Regions from separate parts of the Mus musculus genome. Here region 2 is linked to region 1. Evidence: chromatin contacts called from public promoter capture Hi-C data. All regions are on one chromosome and are shown on one strand. Each heading gives the region's core, a stretch centred on a gene start, on an enhancer-like site or on the middle of the called end of the contact. The rest is flanking DNA. Distances are from core to core; before and after follow the strand shown. Region 1 holds the start of Rexo2 (RNA exonuclease 2). Region 2 holds the start of Rdx (radixin).

Region 1 (3,989 bases), core at 1,070-3,569:
TATTCTATTTGTTCTGCTAAAGGTTTCAGTTAAAGGCAGCATTTAACAGAGTGATAAAAATCACCGTGAGCACACATTCTAAAAGTGTGTCTATAGATGTTCTAAAACCCTAACACAGAGGTGCAAGAACCACACAGTCTAGCTGAGAAGGCAACGGCCACCTGGGACAATGGGTGTCATCTGGGAGGAGTCACCCAGTTCAGACGGAAACGTCATTGGTCTGTAAGGAACGCATACGGATACTTTTTTTTTCCTTAACATTCCCTAACCAACATGGTGTAAACACTACTTTAAACACTACTTACACGCACCAACGTCGTATCAGGTATTCTATTGGGAGCACAAGAATGACACCAGGCAATCTAGAGGTGATTCAAAGTACATGAGAAATACTGCATCTCCTTCCAGGATACAGGGGAATGAGATTTAGGTATCTACAGAGGAATCCTGGAACCAACCCCTGATGGAGTGGTATAAGGGGGACTATATATGGAATTAAAGCCGAAGGTAGGACATAGAGATGGGAAACTCTGTCGGGGGACACCAAGCTTGATGAGGACCCAGCTGGCTGGATACTGGTGGGAACACTTGAGACTGCCTGTGTTTAGAGAGTAGTTTAACCAGCTTCCCCAATACCTAGCCAAATGCTCTTGAGCAAGTCCCCCAAATCTCTTGTAACCCAATATCTTCCGGTGGACAATGAACATCATTAACAGAGCCTATCTTATCATCATGAGGACTAAGAATACACGTGTAAACCCTGCAGAACTGTTGTAGCCTTGGGGGAGGGGGAGTTCTGTCAATTTCAACTGAAAACTTAATCCGGTTATGAAGTGGATTATGTTGGTTCCAATACCAACTCTAACATATTATATTACATTGTCCTAGTAATATAGCACTGGGCCTTAATCTACACAGACCTCAATCTGCTACGTTTTTCAGTGAGATCAGATGAAGGCACCTTTAGATCCCCAATGCCCTTTAAGTGGTATGAATGTATTTACACGGCATCACCTACTTCAGCCAAAATGTTAAGATCAGAGTCAGTTATCAGGCAGGCCATCTCAATAATCTGATCCTTCTCAATATCCAATCCTGTCATCTGTAAAACATAAATAAACAAGCATATAACAAACACATGAAACCACCTTTTGTTTTGTTTTGTTTTTGTTTTATTTTTTTGAGACAGGGTTTCTCTGTGTAGCCCTGGCTGTCCTGGAACTCACTCTGTAGACCAGGCTGGCCTCGAACTCAGAAATCCACCTGCCTCTGCCTCCCAAGTGCTAGGATTAAAGGCGTGCTGCCCAAGTTTACTTGACAGAGATTCCTTTGTGTGGACCCAGCTCACATTCTATGACCAGTAATGGTCTGGGCAGTACTCAGGGTATTAAGTTCTGAGTGCTCAGAGACTGCTAAAGGCACTTCCTGCGGGCGGGCCAGCTACTGTCAAACACATTTGTCCTGGGAACAGACTCAAAATAAGCAGGATGAAAACTTGACTACAGAAAAGTGAGCTCACGAACGTTACCTCTCGGAGGTTTACAATGGTTTCCGAAGTTTTCCCAACAACAACAACAACAAAAAAAGTTAACAAATGAACTCAGTTCGTAAGCAGAAAACTGGAGTTCAAGAGAGGCCTAGGTATGAATGCGTTAAAACTAAAATGGGTAACCTGAATCTTCCAATGGGGCCTCAATTTTCTCTTTTATGGAATGAGGGGTAAGGCTGAGTCATCTCCTGAGTCCTAGCTTAAGCAACCTAGTCTTTTAAGGCTAGGAGGTGGGGACGGAGCAGGGCTCAGAGTCGCTGCCCCAACTCTCACCCACGATCCTCAGAGTCACTAACGCGTAACACAAATTCACTTCTGGGTGGAGGTCGAGGCTAGGGAGAGGGGAGACACATGGACGGCTCCACCCAGATGGAAAGAAACCCCACAGTCCAGGGACAGTCCCAGACCCCGCAAAAACTCTTGACTCGGGGCTCCTGGGGCCGTGCTCACCTGTCGCACCTGACACCCAGATCCCTGCTGCTTCCCGGGACAGGGGAGTCCCTCGGTCCCACGCGCGAATCTGCGCTCGCCTCCCCGCACCCTCCTCGCCCCGGCCGCACTCTCACCTCCAGGTCCACCCAGACCATTCGCTGAGCCATGCTCTCCCCTGCCGCCATGGCTGCGCTACCTTCGCTGACACCTCGCGCCCCGAACTGCCCGCGCCTGCCACCCACGCCCCGCAACAGCCTGGCGCCCAGGGATACGCCTAGCATCACCCGGCACGAGCCGCCACGGCCCCAGCCCCGCCGGCCCAGCGCGCGCAGGCGCCACAGTCGCTAAACGTCGCAAACCCACGGGGAGGTGCCGGGAGAAGACTACAAGCCCCGGCATGCGAGGCGTCGGCTCGCCCTCCACAGCTACTCTCGGCTGCCGAAAGGGCTGATGGGAGTAGGAGTCCTTGGTCCAGCCTCCTGCTCCCCTCCCCCGCCACGTGTTTTCGGATGTTAAGGGACTTGCTAGTATTTCACCGCTAAAGTTTGTCTGTTTCCAGGAGATATCATTCCTGAGTTTTTATTAGTTCTAAGCTGCGAAGTTGAAGAGGCTTTACTTTGAAAAATATGGTTATATGTTTAAGAATTGTTTTAAATCTACCTTTTCCTTACTGCTACCTCCCTCAGTTTTTCTTTTTTTTTTTTTTTTTACCTGCCCCTCCCTTCCGCGTATTGAGTATATTTCTTATTTACTTGGAATCCGAGTGACGTGCTCTTTTGAGCTACAAGGCCAATTCCGCCATCACCGTTTAGGAGTCCTTAAATGGTCTCTTTTCTGAAAGATGACTTCGCACATATCAGGTGTTCCATAAATGTTCCTTTCCCATTATTGGCAGAAGCCTTGTCTCGTTTTCTAGGATGCCAGGACGTGTAGGCTGTGTTTCGGTTGTTAGATCGTATACTATTCTACCTTTTGCAGCCCACTAAAGAGAGTTGGAATAGCTCTGCCTGCTCTGTCCTGCGCTCTGCCTTTGCCGATCGCTCTGGTTTTAATAGACGGGTCCTTAATCTCCCACAATAGATACGGTTTTCATCACCTACGCTCGAAGGGGCCTCTGCGGAGATCTTATATTTTAGCTCAGTAGCAAACGCCTCTGCAAAGGGCAATTTTGTCACAAACGTGCTCAGTCTTGAATCACATACTCTGTGTCTTTTTCTGAAAGCTGTGTTGCCAGTAATTACAGAGCTTGTGGTTGGTGGCATAGTTATTCCTACCCGGTGAGCTGGTTTTGTGAGACAAACATTGTTGCCTAATCAAAGCTTTAAGGATGCTGCAACCTACAAGTGGATTTCAGCTACTCCACCGGTGACCTGCCAAGCTTGGCCAGAGAAACGGAAAAAATCATGGAAACGGGTGTCAAATTACATGTTCAATTTTACTGCAGAATGGGTATGTATATTATAACGGCATTACCTAGTAGAACATACTGTTAAGTTTGTAATCATTTGTGGCCCTACTCATAGGAAGGAGAACTCTATTGTAGCATTGAAACTTTTTTTTTAAGACAAAGAGACACACTACAGAACCCAAGCTGGCCTGGAATTCTGCCTCCCAAGTACTAGGATTAAAAGTGTGCAACACCACACCTGGCTATATAGGAATTTGAATCCGCTGGGCTTATTCTCAGTATTACTTCTTTACATTTTGAAAGGATAACATCCTTAGGCTGGAGAGATGGCTCAAAGGTTAAGTAAGAGTACTTGCTGCTCTTGCAGGGGATTGAACTTCAGCTCCGAGGGATTGTGTTGCCCTCTTCAAACCTTAGTGGGCACCAGTAAACACACATACACACACGTACACACACATACACACTGCACAAATAGAGATCTTTTTTTTATTACACCTTTGGTGGTGGTATTTAACAATTTATATCCTGAAAAACCACACCCATGATTTTTTTTTAACAATGAATGGTTACATTTAACAATGAAAAATTATAGCTATGTAA
Region 2 (3,952 bases), core at 368-2,867, 3.6 Mb after region 1:
AAAGCAACGGTATGTGTGTTTCCTCTTTGATTTTGTATCTAATAGGTATTACTGTGATGGAGTTTTTAGTCTATTCCAGAGTATTTTCTTCAGATGTGTTCTGAGCTGTGGACCCTCTGAACGACTGACTCTCCCACCAAACTGCTTTTTAAATATTTGTCTCTGTTTCCATTTTCCCATCCACAATGTTTGAGAGTACCCTTTTTATCTTAGCAGCTTGAATACTATCTTTTACTTAAATATTTACGAATATGATGGCAACTGAAATGCTACAACTTGGGTTGCATCTGCTACTGCAGGACATAGGATAAGATCAGAGCTCTTAGATTCAGACTTTTGAGTCAAACATGCCTTTGGGGTTGGCCATGGCTCTGCCATTTCCTAGCCAGGTTATACTGACAACTAACTTTTTTGAAGCTCCCCTTTATTCATTAGCTTCTTTTAATGCCAATAATAGCTTTTACCTTGAGCCCAGGGTTGTTGTAATCATTAAACAAGGCAGTCATGTGAAAGCACTTCACTGTTCTGAACATAAGACCACGAATGAATGCTTCGTTTTCAGTTGCAAAGTGTACCACCGACTTCCGACTTTAGTTTGATTAGTGTACTACTTGGGACTCCCATGACATTTTTACTGTCCCTATCTTTGTTGCACCCGTGGGGAGAGGGTCCACAAGTATTCAGTTGGTGGTCTCAGAGAACCACCTAAACCTGTTTTGGCTACAAAGCACACAGCTGGTTCCCATCCTTGAGGAATTTGCAATCTAAAGACTTCTGAGATTAACCTGGAGTCTCTGGGGGCTTTTTAATTGTTTAGTGAGGTCTCTTGAGGGTGAAGGTGGTAGCTCACTGAGGAGGAAGCTCAGAGAAAGGATCTGCAGAGTCCCTGGAAGAGCTACTGTCTCAGGAAAGGCAAGTCTAAGGCTTCCCTAAAGATGGCGTATTTGTCCTGTAAGAATTACGTACATTCGCGTTATATTTGTATTGACAGTTCGTTTACGAAAGAGGTATTGAGTAAACGGAACGCGGTAGGCAGGTAAGGATTGAACCATTGCTGTGTGTACAAGTGGCACCAAGTGTTACTCTAAATCCCAGCAGAAAGTACTGAGGGCAGGCAGCACCGAGGTAACCCCACCAGAACGCAGCCTCGGTCTCTCTCTCTAGCGAGTGGATACAGTGAGACTATGGTCAGACTGGTAACTTTTTCCAAGTCTAGAATAATTTAGGTTTGGCTGCTCTTTGGGCCCTACTTCCAACTTTTTTTTTCCTTTCTCAGCCTACTCCTTCTAACCGCCAAGGAAGGAGTATCCCTGCTAACAACAAGAACAAAAAACCTGATCGCATTATAGGGTCATACCCACTGGCGTTTTGAGGGAAGTTAAAAACACTGCAAAATTTAAAACCAACCAGCCTTTCTAGCTGGTTAAAAACCTGCACACATTAATGTTCTTTTTGTTGTAAACACTGGGCCCACTTCCCTCTCCTAGCCCGGGATCCTGCAGCCTAGCACCGAACTGCACCCTGGAGCGGCTGCCGAGGGGATCCCCCCTCCTCCCGGGAACAGCTCCACCTCGGGGGCGCTGGAAACGCCCTCCGTGAGTTCCCTGGCACCAGCGGGAGTTTCAAGTTTCCACTCGCGGGGCGGGGGCAGGCGGCGGGCGCGCGGCGAGCTTCGGGCCGCGCGGCTCCGCTTCGTTCACTGCGGGCTTCGGACTCGGGCTGGCCCGCGGCGTCCTCGTCCCGCGGGGAAAGCTTCGCGAAGGCCCCGCAGCGCGTATTCTCCCCCCAACCCCCGGCTGAGGCCCACTCGATTCCGCCCGGGGCGGCCGGGAGACACGCTCGCGGGGTTGGCGCTCGAGCCCCGGCCTCGCCCCGCCACTGGCGGCCCGCGGGAGGAGGGGGCGCAGGGCGGCCCCGCCTTCCCCCCCGAGGAGGCGCCGGGCGGCCATATTGCCGAGCTGTCTGCGGCGGCTGCGGCGCGTCTTCTCTCAGGCGGCTCAGGGCTCGCACCGCCGACTCTCCGCTCGTTCGCCGCCAGCCACGACGCCCCCGCCGAGCCGCGCCTCAGCCAGCCGGCGGCGGGCAGGGAAGGAGCCACTCATTTTCGGGGTAAGCCCTGCTCGGCGCGCTCCCCCGTCCCAGGCCCCGGGGGCCGCTCTCCCCGCCGAGGCGCTGAGGTGGCGGCCAGAAGTTGCCGGGCTGTGGCGCCGCGGCCCGGGGCCTGGCGCGCCTCACAGACGGACTCGCGCCTGGCCGCCCTAGAGGCGCCGTGGTCGTTAACGGCTGAGCCACGCCACTTACCCGGAGTCTCCCGCCGCGCCGTCCGCCGTCGGCCTGGCCGCCCCGTGCGTCGGGCGGTGCGGGTTCCCGCCGCCGTGGACTGGGCCCGGGGCTCGGGTCGGCGCGCCCTCGGGGGCCGCATGGAGCGTAGGTCGCACGCTCTCTCGCAACCCGGGGACGGGGACCGCGAGGCTAGAACTTCTCCCCCGGCCTCCCGTTTGAAAGTCGGGGTGTTGGATTACTAGAGAGCGTGCGGACGCGCGAGCCGCGGAAAGGCCGTCGCGTTGCCGGGTCCCGCCGCGCAAGCCCGCGAGGCCAGGCCCGGGCTCCCGGCCGCCCTTACCTGGGGCTGCAGTCACGGCCCGCGCCCTCCGGGCCCCCCGGCTTGCCCGCACCGCGGAGTCGCCTGGCGCACAGTGAGCAGACCCCACCAGGAAACTCAGCTTTTCTGCCTTTCGGGGCTCCCAAACTCCCATCGCCCAGCCAAGTTTGAAAGGGAGTAGTGCGTTATTTCAGTTGAATAGTCCGTTCCTACACAGATGTTTCTGTAAACGTTGCCAGGATTCTGGGTGGTTTTGTTTTTTTTTCCTCCCTCCCCAGAAGAGTGGTTATTCATTGGAAATGTGTTTTAAGAGGTCAAGTTTATAATTTTTTTTTTTAAAGTACAGTTGAGATTTTGTAAAAAGAGGTGTGAGGGAGATGCCCGGTTGGCTGTGCGGAGGCACCAAGATTTGCATGATGTAAATGTAAAAGCCGAAGATAACAAGGGTTTATGTGATAAAAGAATACTTGGACACTGCAATCTATTGTTGACCGAGCATCTTTTTTTTTTTAATAGAATACTTATAAGACTGTGACGAAGCACAGAATAAACAATTGCCTTGTTCATTTTGCTGCATAAATAATGGCTTAATCTGCTTGCCAAAACTGCCCCATCAGATCTGAAAAGAGAGCCTAATGTTTAGGATTGCGGGCTTTTTTTTAATCTTTAGAATTCTGTCACTTGCACCAGTGTGTACTTTATCTTTCATAATAATAATTTCTTCAAATATGACAAAATGCAGACTCCTTTTCAGATTGTCAGTATGCTGTGAAAAGAACCACAGTGGCTTTCATTGCATAGATCCCTTTGAAAACTGTATTTTGGAACATTACTCGGGTAGTCATTAGGAAGTCTTTAGCTTGTCTGCGTGAGGAGGAGTTGCCCTCTGTGGGCCCTACAAACTCATTTGCTCATCTGTAGCTTCACACGGGAGAGAATGGAGGAGGGGCTCAAGAGATGTTTGTAGAGTAGATTTAATAGATTTTGCTGTGTGGAAAAAACACATGAATCTTAATTTTGTGGGGATTATGATTACCTGGGTAATTACACAGCTTCATTGCAGCATTTCTGTGTAATGGGTGGGGACAACAGGTTTGCTGTCTCCTTCTCTTAGTAGCTGTTAGTAGTTGGGGGTAGGGGGGATGGGAGATAGGTGCACCAACTGAGTTTTGTTCCTTGCTTCACCATTCCCAAGAGCAGAATGTATTTTTATTAACTGGTTTTTAATCTCTGGTGACTGGTTGGAAGACTTATTTTCACTTTTTCAATCTCTTAATATAAAATTATGTGCAGTCTAGTATAGTAGATCTGAAATGTTGAGTGATGATGAGAGTTCAGAGTTTTCACTTA

What was found. Promoter capture Hi-C pulls out the DNA fragments that hold promoters and counts their contacts.
Region 2: a contact with region 1 is called in a promoter capture Hi-C map of pre-B cells. The contact joins the promoter of Rdx here to the promoter of Rexo2 in region 1.

The regions. Positions count from the first base shown.
Region 1 is chr9:48,478,292-48,482,280 of GRCm38.p6, forward strand. It overlaps Rexo2 (RNA exonuclease 2), which reads right to left and starts at 2,320. Exons shown (of 7, transcript NM_024233.4): 1 at 2,116-2,320; 2 at 1,019-1,102. The coding sequence starts at 2,262.
Region 2 is chr9:52,046,324-52,050,275 of GRCm38.p6, forward strand. Rdx (radixin) reads left to right here and starts at 1,618. Exons shown (of 14, transcript NM_009041.3): 1 at 1,618-2,109. It also overlaps the pseudogene Gm6981.